2 separate regions of the Arachis hypogaea genome follow, and region 2 is linked to region 1. The links are chromatin contacts, called in public Hi-C maps. All regions are on one chromosome and are shown on one strand. Each heading gives the region's core, a stretch centred on a gene start, on an enhancer-like site or on the middle of the called end of the contact. The rest is flanking DNA. Distances are from core to core; before and after follow the strand shown. Region 1 holds the start of LOC112786703 (protein IQ-DOMAIN 13). Region 2 holds the start of LOC112784075.

What was found. Hi-C and Micro-C count contacts between places; a contact is called where the count stands out from the background.
Region 2: a contact with region 1 is called in a Hi-C map of leaf, with 2.6 times the contacts expected there. The contact joins the promoter of LOC112784075 here to the promoter of LOC112786703 in region 1. A contact is called at or near these places in 2 of 8 Hi-C or Micro-C datasets (both in leaf).

The regions. Positions count from the first base shown.
Region 1 is chr20:42,541,120-42,547,059 of arahy.Tifrunner.gnm2.J5K5, reverse strand. It overlaps LOC112786703 (protein IQ-DOMAIN 13), which reads left to right and starts at 2,657. Exons shown (of 8, transcript XM_025830074.3): 1 at 2,657-3,284; 2 at 4,114-4,160; 3 at 4,302-4,402; 4 at 4,944-5,360; 5 at 5,608-5,835. The coding sequence starts at 4,325.
Region 2 is chr20:42,844,330-42,850,269 of arahy.Tifrunner.gnm2.J5K5, reverse strand. LOC112784075 reads right to left here and starts at 3,619. Exons shown (of 4, transcript XM_025827187.2): 1 at 3,198-3,619; 2 at 3,013-3,071; 3 at 2,049-2,230; 4 at 1,129-1,521. The coding sequence starts at 3,456. The coding sequence ends at 1,449. It overlaps LOC112784036 (BAG-associated GRAM protein 1), which reads right to left. Exons shown (of 18, transcript XM_025827124.3): 15 at 5,797-5,850; 16 at 5,403-5,466; 17 at 4,849-4,910; 18 at 4,410-4,735. The coding sequence ends at 4,619.

The DNA of each region.
Region 1 (5,940 bases), core at 1,408-3,907:
TTATTTTTTTGACTTAGGACTAATCCAAGACTTTCTCAAAAGGTAAAAACATGGTGATTGAATCTTTGTTAATTTGGAATAATTAACATTAAGAGAAATGTTTGGGTATTACAGTCTTACTAAAATATTAATCTTCACATATGCTGTGTGCTCAATTTTTTTCCAAGTATAAAAAAAGAGGAGATTTATTGTATGGTAGAAATAAATTTTTTTTTTGTTGATAATATTCTGAAAAGTAATTCTTTTATTAATTATGATTAGGGTAAAGGTAGATAATTGATTTAGTCTCTAAAAAGATTATAGCGTTAACAATTTAGTACCTAAAAGAAATGAATATGAAACATTTTTTTATGATTAAGGTCTGGTTAGGTAAATTTTTGACTTTTCATAAATAGTTTATTAAAGTTAGTATTTTAAAGATATTTTTTAAAGATTATGGCACCTATAGTTGGTAAATAAAAATAAAAATAAAAATAATTTCAATAAATACAAAAGACAAAATTCATATTTGGTAAAATTGTTTTAAACATTTAAAATAACATTAATATATATAATATTAAAAAGTAAAAATAAATATAAAAATTAATTAATATATAATATTATATTAAACTTTTCAACTTTAAAAAATATAAATATATTTTCAAAAAGCTTTATAAAACTGAACCTAAATTATCAACACTACACATTTGGCCCTCTAGTATTCTTAAGAATTTATCTGAGATTAGAATATCTGGAAAAACAAGAAGTTAAGCGGGTTAATTATCTACTTTTTATTATTAAAAAAAAAAGTCAAACTTACGTTGAATCGATAACCAAAAAAAAAAAAAAAAACGATAAAACCAAAAAATTGAATTATATTATTAAAAAGAAGAAAGACATAAGACTTTCATGAAAGCAAATAAAGTGATGGGGTTTCATAAATATCCACTTACAGCCCATAACGAAGTTTTTCTTTGCAAGTAATCACCATTAGTATTTTTATTTTATTTTTATTCCTTATTCATGAATCATGACACTATCAATTTTAAGGGAATGTTACAAATCAAAATCAAGTAACAATACGTGACAAGATAGAAACTTTCAGTACTTTTGATGGGATGCAAAGTTCAAAAATCCCCTTTTTTCTCAATTTATATTTTCATATAAAAATAATAATTAAAATATTAATACTTATTATATTAAAATATTTAATTAATTATCCAATAATCTTTGACTATCATAATCATATTCATATATTTTTTTTAATAATCACAAATTATTAATATACAAAAAGTGTTTCCAGAAGCAGAAGTACCCCAACAGAGGGGCATAGAAGTAGGTGCAAAAACCTGAAAAAGTAGATAAATAGTGGCTAAAAAGAGAATTTAGAAATTTAGATTCTCTAAAATAAAAAAATTAATAAAATGATAAAATAAAAAATAAATTATTATTAAATTTATAATTTTAATAAAATATATATTTTATTATCTTAATTCCAAAATATTAAAAAAAAATAATTTGTTTAGTTTAGAAAATTTTATTCCCAAAAGAAATGGCACCATGAAGCGCGTGTTCACACCGCCTTTGATGGAGCGTAGGGGTGTAACCGGGATTCCGCTCTCACCAAGCTACATGCCACTCTCATAAATATAAATATCTATTTTTCTTTTCTTCTTTTTTTTTTTGATAATTATTTTTCTTTTCTTCTTATTATTTTTATTTACCCCTCAATCTTTTTTCTTCCTCTGTTTTTTTGGGGTCAGAAGAACTCAGATCTCAAAGTTATCATACATAAGCTGAGTTTAGTTAACTAGTTCCACAAAAAAAGAATTCAAATATATCAAAACAAAAATATGATGAAAATATTATCTTCTGATTTGTGTGTTTAAGTTTTTAAACATTTCAATAAATAAAAAATTAGACAATTTATTTAAGAACAAAGATACTTTGTATACTTAAGTAAACTATACATATATGTTTCTTTCTTCTAACATGTTTGTATTTCTCTCATTCTCTGTAATTGTATTTAAAAACATATATAAATATAAGAAAAGTTTAGGGGGCAACAACTTTGTTAAATTCTGGTTATGTAACCAACAAAAAAAAAGTAAGTCATTGGATAAAAATTCACACCAATCTCACACCATTAAAACCATTATTGATGGCTATTTGATGGCTACAAATCATAAAAATTGTTGACCCCTAGCATTCCTCATAAATATATAAACAGTAAGAAGCCAGGCAAAAATTGTAGTTTCACATTTTTGTCTCAATTATCTAACACTTTTTTAATATTGCTAACTTAATATAAAAAATTAGTTATCAAATCAGTTATTTATATAGAATATATATTATAATATAAAATATATATTAAAAATGAATTAAATAAAATATATATTTTTTAGTGATTAATTTTTTGTATGTAAGTAACATTTTTAGGGTTAATATTTATGTGTTTTCTATTTTGAATCGGTCATAAAAAAAACAAAAAAATCTAAAAGGTATATCATAACTTAGATATACTAATTAGTATTGAAACCACCTAAATTTTCTAAAAATAAATGTTACAAGAGTAACAATGTAGGAAAATAATGTTGATACGGTAGTAACAATAATGAGAGTTGTAATGAATAGAATTATTAATATAAGGAAGAAGTAAAATAAGGAAGAAGACACCAAACTCAACCGTTTTTAATAATAAGTGGGTATGTAATGCAATGTAATAATGCAAGTAATTCCCTTTGTTGGTGTACACGTAGCCTTCCCATTGAAGTAAAGTTAGTTGAACTTGTCCACATTGAGTGACAAAGTGGCCAACTTATTACAGCCACCTTTTTTTTTCCTCCTCTTCTTTTTCTCTCATCATCATCATCATTATGAAAACTATAGGAAAGTAAAAAATATATAAATCAAACAGAGAAAAAAAAAGTTTATTATATATGATATATCCCACACACAAAAGGTGAATGAAAGGTGGCTATAGCTACTAGAACGGAGGAAAAAAAGAAAAGAAAAGAAAAATTTTAAGCTTGCTTCATTACAAGCACAAAGGGAATTAGATTCCAAGCCAACCCAAGAGAGAAAGATTTAATCTTTTGAAGAAATCCAGCTAGAAGAGAAGAATTAAGAATCATCATGTGGTGCTGGAAAGAAGCAGCAGGCTAAAGTAAAAAGAGAGAGAGAGAGAGAGAGTTTTATTTTCTCTACTTTGCAAGCTTCATTCTATCTCATTCTGTACACACAGACACAGCACACTTTTTTTTTTGTTTTTTGGCAACAGTTTGAGGGTACTGCCAACTAATAAGGTACTTAATGAATTATGATCTGTGTGTTTGATGTGTTGGAAGTTGGAATCTTTTTGAGATTTCACCTTTTGGGTTGTGGTTAATTTTGTAAATTGCTAAGGTTATGGGCGTTAATTATGAACATGGGACATGTCTGAATTATTGTTCTTTCTTCTTAGTTCTTACTACTCCCTTTTCTTTGCTTCCCAATTCTTCTCTCCTCAAAATCATAAACTCAACCCTTCACCTCGGGATCCTTTAACTCCATTTCTCAACTCTGGAGCTTGTCAGAATCAGAAGAAGAAGAAGAAAATTATTATTATTATTATTATTTTGTTGAGAGTATTACTATTCTCTCTCTCTCTCTCTCTCTCTCTCTGTTTATTTTTTTAATTTTTTTTAACAGTCACAAAACTTAAAAATTGATATTTCTCTCCGACATGTTCCTGAATTGGTCTCTAGTGTCTAATTTTAGTTGACAGGATCATGTAAGATTTTCTTTCTTCTCATTTTAACTTTGTTTGTAGAACGAAAATTCATCTCGTTTTCTTTTTACCCTCATTTTTCTTAATTTTCTGGCGTTTTATATTGATAATTTTAACTTGTCCATAAGGTTTCTTTGAAAATTTTCAGTTTATACTTTGTGCTCACCTTAAAAATTATACTTCATACTCTTTCTGTGTCTCTTTGATTGATCATGTTATGTAACCCTTAATTTGATGTTCTTGCCATTACTAGTAACAAAATTAATGGATTAAATTTGAGTGGAGCATTCTTAATAAATTTCATTTCTTTTTTTATTTAAATATTTTTTTAATTATTTATATGAATTATTTTTTGGCCTCAACAGCTTCAAAATTAAGTAGACATGCTGCCTCTTTTCTGGTCATCATTCTGGTGAGTGTTTATTAGATATTTATTTATTATTTTTTTTTTCTAAAAGAATCCAAGATTGTATAAACATGAATGTGATCTTGATCTTACAACACTGGATTCATGTTATATTTGGAGTTTGCTAAAATCATAAACTCTTTACAGGAAAAGATACTAATGCTACTGATATGGGAAAGAAGGGTAGTTGGTTTTCTGCAATAAAGAGGGTTTTCACACACCACTCCAAGGAGAAGCAAGTACCTAATGTAATTGATTTTATTTATATTTATTTATTTATGATGTGGAAAATCTTGATCCTATTTGGCATGTTCTTGATTTTTCTTTTTGTTGTTGTTAGGTTTGGTTTTCTTGTTACTGATAGAGACTTGTAGTAGTATTAAAATACTTAATCATTTCTAATATTACGAAATTTTGGGATTCTGGTCTATAAGAATGTAGATGAATATAATTATGTTGTATAAAGTCATAAACTAAAAGGATCTGATAGATGCCAATTAAGTTGTTTCATAATCAGTAATAGAAAATTTGAAATGTAGAAGATAGAATACTAATGTTTTTGTGCTCATTTTCTATATGGAAAGGAAGCAAAATCTGCAAACTAATGTTTATTTTGTTTGAAACCAATCATCATAGAACTCTGTCTTCACTCTTCAAAATTTGCAACAAGCTCTTTTTACAACATGCAAGATTATTAACATCTTCGCGAGTTGTGTCATACGATTGAAGTTTATCTAAGCTCCGAGATTTGGTGAACTTTCGAGTTTGATAACCTTGCCAATATAACAGGATTCGGAGAACAAAAGCTCGAAAGATAAGAAGAAGAAAGGCCTAGGAAAACTAAGGCATGGAGAGACCAATTCATTCATCCCCCTCTTCAGAGAGCCAAGCAGCATTGAGAAAATCTTTGGCGACTTTGAAAGAGAGCAACAATTACTATCTGTAAGGCCTCCAACGCCTCTCGAGCAACCAAAACCAGCCCCTGTTGTCCCTCCTAGAGCTGCTTCTCCAAGGGCTCCTTCTCCGAGGGCTCCATCTCCAAGAGCTGCGTCTCCGAAGGCTCCTTCTCCGCGTGCTACCTCTCCCAAAGCTACTTCTTCCAGGGTTGTTCATCACCACAAGGAGGTTGGCTATAGACCGGAACCAACTTTAAGGAACCAACATGCCGCGGCATCTAAGATCCAGGCTGTTTATAGAGGCTATATGGTAAACTTCCAAATTTTCTACTGAATAATTTTGATTGGAAAGTAGAATCTTGCAAGTTTCCAATACAATTTTTCTTTGGGAAAAAAAAAAAAAACTTTTCAATTCATAAACCTGTTTCTTAAGGACACTTGTTAGTAAAGCTCTTAGAACACATGCAAGTACTTCAGAAGGAGTAACGGGAATCCTAACATATATATTTGAAATTTTTACTCGTTAACTCATTTTCTGTCGAAATCTTGCAATACAGGCCAGGAGGAGTTTTAGAGCTCTGAAGGGATTGGTGAGGCTTCAAGGCGTGGTAAGAGGACAGAATGTGAAGAGACAGACGGTTAATGCCATGAAACATATGCAGCTGTTGGTGCGAGTTCAGTCTCAAATTCAGTCTCGAAGGATTCAGATGCTGGAAAATCAGGCGCGATATCAAGCCGAGTTAAGGAATGACAAGGATGTTGCTAGCACCTTGGGCAAATTGACTGTAAGCATTCTCTAGCTTACACTTTAGCTACCTCGAAATTTTACAGTTGCGAACATAGCTTAGGCGACAAGAAATCACCTATTGCTAATTTGATTCGGAGTATAA
Region 2 (5,940 bases), core at 2,370-4,869, 300 kb before region 1:
TGTTCATACCCTACCCCAAAACATAAGCCAGGCCTAATCAAGGCAAGAGGCCCAATCCAAAAGGTTGGCCTTCACTGACTATCCGACCTCCACTAAGAAGTTGGGGTCGACACCAGCAAGCAGTCATCACTTATCTAAGTGAATAACTGCCTCTTAAATCTCTCACCCACTTTTAGAAGAGAGATCCCAACAACCCTAAGATAAAGGGGCGGTTATCCACTATTAGAAGTGGAACTAATTCAGCGGTGATTATTGGTTCCTTCCCTATAAATACACTGACACCCTCAGGTAAACTTAAGTTCCAATATTCTGAACCTACTTAACCTCTTGCTGACTTAGACATCAGAGTGTCTTCGCAGGTACCACCACCCCTCCTTTTTCTTCAAAGCACACAACTCGGACGGTGGCTCCCAGACAGGAACAAGTTGGAGGCCACCTTCCTTCAACGTTTGGGCATTCCATTCGAGCCCAATCATCCGGTTCTAGGTAAACTCCGAAACAAGTCTATATGCTAATAATCATTTTTTTTTTGCGCTTCCAAACTTAAAGAAAGACCTATTGTAGAAAGATAGGTGAGCTTTCTGAAAATTAACTAGTAATTAAAGGTTTAAAAAAAAGGCGAAAAATCAAACACCGTAAACTTTAAATATAAGCATATAAAATATAATAAATAAAAAACTAAAATTTATTTAATTAACAAAAAATTCAATACTCTTTGCTTAATAAAGAGTGTATAAACTATAAAGGATAACATAATTAGTAAAGAAGGTCTCAACCATTTTATCAAGCATGAAACCTTGATAGCATGAATTAATAATGATGATATTATTATTATTATTAGGTTTAATTACTCTGTTGACCCTATAATTTTGCAAAATTTTCAATTAGATTCCTATACTTTTTTTCCTTTTAATTTAGTTCTTGCACGAATTAGGTTCCACTTGACAATAATTGGTTTAATTATATAGAGACCCAACTAAAAAAAAAAAAATTAGTGCAGAGACCCAAATAAAAGGAAAAAAAAAAGTATAAGAACCCAATTAAAAAAAAATGGTACAATGACTCAATTAAAAGGAAAAAAAAAATATAAGAACCTAATTAAAAATTTTGCAAAACTCCAGAGACCAATAGAGTAATTAAATCTTTCTATTATTACTATTATTATTATTATTCATAATAGTTGTACACACACCACGACAGTAACAAGTAACGAGACAAACTTTTCACCAACGAAATACTACAAGACTAAAGTTGAAAAAATATGTTTAAATATGCTATCAATTGTCTTAGGTCATTCAGGTCACTTGCCAAAGGTTTAATTGATTTGCCCAAGTGATTACCATATATACTCTCACTCTGTTTTTGGTCAAATTTTGAACAGAGTTAAGACATACATAATGAGAATTAAAATGAAGAACGTGGCGTAGCTGATAACGGGTAATAGCTTCTCAATTAGCCGCCACAGGCTTCACCTTCTCTCGCATGAACTGCAGTATATGATCGCGTTTCCAATTATCGATTCTGCAACGGGGAAGAGATATTCAATCAGAAACAAGCTAAAACACCATGTTTTACCTTTAAATCCTAGCACGCAAGAAAGGCATCATTTTGTTGGCAGGGTTCATTGTTAAAGAGAACTAAAACCTTCCCCCTAACTAGTAGATTCTTTTATTTCAATGGAAAGAGCTTTTCCCACACAATTAAACTATTCATTTACACATAAAAAAGCTTTGGTATTTGTTAATGTTACCGATCAATTCCATAAGTATTGTAATGGAGGTTATCAGTACATTACACAACAATTGTTTATCAAAACTATGTCAGGTCTTTTAGTATTCACAGCATCTAAAACACAGACATCTATGATCTATGGGAAGTCACTGCATTTTAATCGATCCTAAAAAACCAAAGTTCTGATAGCAAGATGCTCCGACAAGAAGATCAGAAGTCAGGACATTATCCTACTAGATGTGGTAACCGAATCAAAGTCTATCATGGATGAAGCAAGAAGTTAAAACTATAATTTAATTTAATTAAAGAAGTCATACCTGATTGTTTCTTTCTGATCACCTGCATGATCCAGCATGATTAGCTTTGGTGGGGAATTAAAAACATATTGAACTTTGACGGTTGGAAATTTATCCTTCTCCTCTTCAATGAAGCCAACAACTTCAGGATAGAAAACAAGCTTCCTCATGCAAACTTCCAAAATGGCTCCAGAGTATGCAACCTAAAGAAAACAATAAACAACCATTAGTACTATTTTTTGCATGCATAGCACTCTCATGAAGGATCCAGGATTTTCATTATTACTTCAAAAGCCAAAACTCTGATGCCGGTTAAGGCAAACTGAAAATTAAAATAGTATCACTCACCTTCCAATTTCACTTGAACTTAGTGTGTGTGTATATGGTGTTGGAAGATTCCAAACCATAGTTTGAAGGATGCAAACTGAATTTCAACTCTTTTATTTTACAATTTAACTCAAACCATGGTTTGATTTGGACAAGAAATAAAGAAAAGTTGCTTTCCCCTTGAATCAAATTATGACTTACCATCTACAAACCAAAACACTCTAAGGCCCCGTTCGGTAACTACGGACACATGCACACATGCAAATAGAGATAATTTGCCTAACTCTGTACTTGTCTCCTTCATCAAACAAGTTTGTGTCACCAAATGTCTCAGTATTTTCCTTTTATTTTCCTAAAGTTGATAAATTCTCGACCTTGAAAGGGAGAAAAGTACAGCATAGTGTATCTTTAAACAAAATCCAGCACTACACTAGTTCCTCAAATGCAATTTGGTGAGACCACAAGATATTATTCAACAATAATAATACACATGAAGTAATATAATTTGCATCAATAATAGTGCACATGAAGTATACTAGTTTCTTTCTATTTGTAACTAAGAGTAATTAGTAAATGGTAATTGCAGTTATCATAATATAAGTATTAGTGATTAATTGTGAAATCATCGTTTCCTAACTATATATAATTATCTATATACCTTGGCAGTGGCATCATTGGAATCTTCCGTGCAACACTTGTAACAATCCGATACCAGCTCTGCAACCGGAATTCTGAGCTCAATTCAAAATATGGAACTAACCAAAAATAAATAAATAAAGCACGAGATCGAAAATTAAAAAGAAAAAGGAAAATTGAGATCGGAAATTGAAGAATGGAGATTACCTTTGTCTTTGACGTACTCGGAGAAAGTCTTGCAATCGGAGCACAGAGCGAGACCGGAGAATCCAAGATTCTCGCATTCTCTTGTGCTCAGTTGCTCCGCTGATGTACCGATACTCAAGGCGGCCAACAAGACCACAACCACCACCGCCGCCGCAACGCCGTAGCTACTCAGCCATCTCCTCTTCATCTCTCTCAGTCTCTCTCTCCCTCTGTGTGCGAGATCCAACGAGCTGAAGAAATATGAGAGGGCTGGACTCATTCAATGGGCCTTATTGTCACGCTAAGGTTCTCGTCTTTTGTGCTTTAATTGGATCATACTCAAAAGAGAAGAGGAGTCTTGTCAAGACCAGAAAAAGAAAAATAAGAAAGGAGTCTCTTTGACCCCGGAAAAAACATTATTTAAAAAAGAAAGAAAGAAAAACAGTTATGGAGTTAATTTGTATATAATTTAAAGGTTAAAAAATATATTTCAAAAAATTATATTCTCAAAAGTGTTATATCCGGATATTAAAAAATGTTTATTTAGTATATAAATGGTTATGAATTGTTTTTAATATTCACAAGAATAAGTTACAAACATATTTATTCATTAAAAGAAAAAAATATTTGACAATTAATATAGTAATTTTACATGCTAATATTTAGAATTTAATTTTGATTTTAATTTTGATGTATTGACAGTATAAAATATTTTATATAGTTTTCTAATTATATTCGTTCTTTTATATAATCATTTACGTGATCAATATAAAATGTAATTATTTTTGTTGACGTTAAGTAATTGGATATACATAAACTGTTTTTAATATTGGATATACATATCAAATATTCGTTTTCTGTAATGGAAATAAGAATTTCAAAATTCGGATAACTATTTTTTCCTGAGAATAATTATTTTTATGAATTAAATTTTAAAATTTCAAACAAATATATGAATGATTTTTTTTATAGACAATTTTTTAGAATAAATTAACAAATATTCTCATTATCTAGCATTTTCCTCAAACTTGGATCGTATAGCTTGGGCATTAGTCTGTTTCTAGATTTGACAAGGAAAGCCAATGAGAGAATATTCGTTTTTTGATGAATAAGTTTTAGATAGTGGCTAGTAATTGTATGTAATAAAATAGTTGAATAAATAATGTTACCAATATTTGGCGCAAAGACAACCCAAGTTTTGCAAGGGAAGTAACTTTTTTTCTATTCCAACAGTTGTAAACAAAATGATTTTCATTTTCCGTGTGGGTGTTAAAGAACAAAGATTTAACACTAGAATCCCGGGTAAGAACAAGCTGAAAGTTATCAAGACGTTGCCTCTACATATTATATTAGATCTGCGTATTAAAAGAATGACTAACAAAAAATCTTTACAATATTATTACACAAATAAATAAAATCCTAATCTGATGTCGCTGGAAATCTTAGTTTTCCAGTGCCACCGCAGGAGGCAAAGATGCCATATCAGTCTCATCATCAGTAGTATGCGGCTTTATGTACGAACGAGCAACCTCCAACATCACTTCAACTTCTTTCTTGTACTACATGGATGAACCACCATTTTATAGGTTAATTTAAAACTGTTACTACTTACTACCTAAGATTTGAAGGAACTACTGAATCAGATTGTTAATCGATCAAAGAATCAACCAACCTCATTGACTGCCCCTGACTTTATTTTCGATTGCATCACACACCATTTCTTAAAATGTGCACCTGCAGAAAAAATTGCTTATAATTAGTCCTGAACATAAAGGTTCAAAAAAATGCCAATGCCTTTCATTTTGGTCCCCTCAAGGTAAGATACAACTAAAGTATCCAGAAATCTCTTCTGGATGCAGTTACATGTCTATCACTCAGGGATCGTAGGTTTTACAAAAGGGTCTCCATACCTAAAAGCAATAAACTAAATGCCCCATATAACCAAATGTAAAATATGAAAAAAAGGGCTCATTTCTCAATTCGTTTCATGTTCCGTGGGATTGAAATTTGAGTTTCTATACAACTGGGAACTGTCCGAGGATAAAAAATAACTTCACAGAATCTTTGTTTTACGCATGAACCAATACCTATTGTCTTTAAAACAATATTTGATCCAGAAGCTGGTTATTTAGCTCCAGAGTTATTCTGAGTATTATATTTATACAAGCCTAAAGGGGGAAGAAAAAATGAAGCAGGAAAATAACAGAAGTTTCAATCCAAACTTACCCACTTTTATGTCCAAGGTACATGATCTTTCATTTGTTGTCTCGAGAACCCATTTACAGTGTACCTGTTTGACCATGAATTTATGTCATCTATTATCTCGAAAGATATACATTATACATTAGACGGCGGAATTAGTATATTTTTTTATTATTTCCCATTTCTTTATGACTAACCGTAATCAATCAACCCATTATCAGATAAATAGTCATCTAGGATTTCTAGAATAGGTATTTAAGTAGAACTTGTTCTTCCTCACTTCTGATGGGAAATAATAAAGACTATAAAATAAATCTACCCCTGATTTACACGTACACCTTAACAATTATATTTTAAAAGAGAAAAAAAGGTAGAGAAAACAGATAAGGATCAAAGTAAGATGTCCACAGTATTATACCTCAAAATACGACCCAAAAGGAACATCATGAGCCTGCTGTACAGTCTCAAACACCTTCAAGATATCACACAATCACAAAATCAAAGAAAATAAGACAAGAAATGGGGAATAATAAAGAAGTGGAGAATGATAGTTGAATAGTGA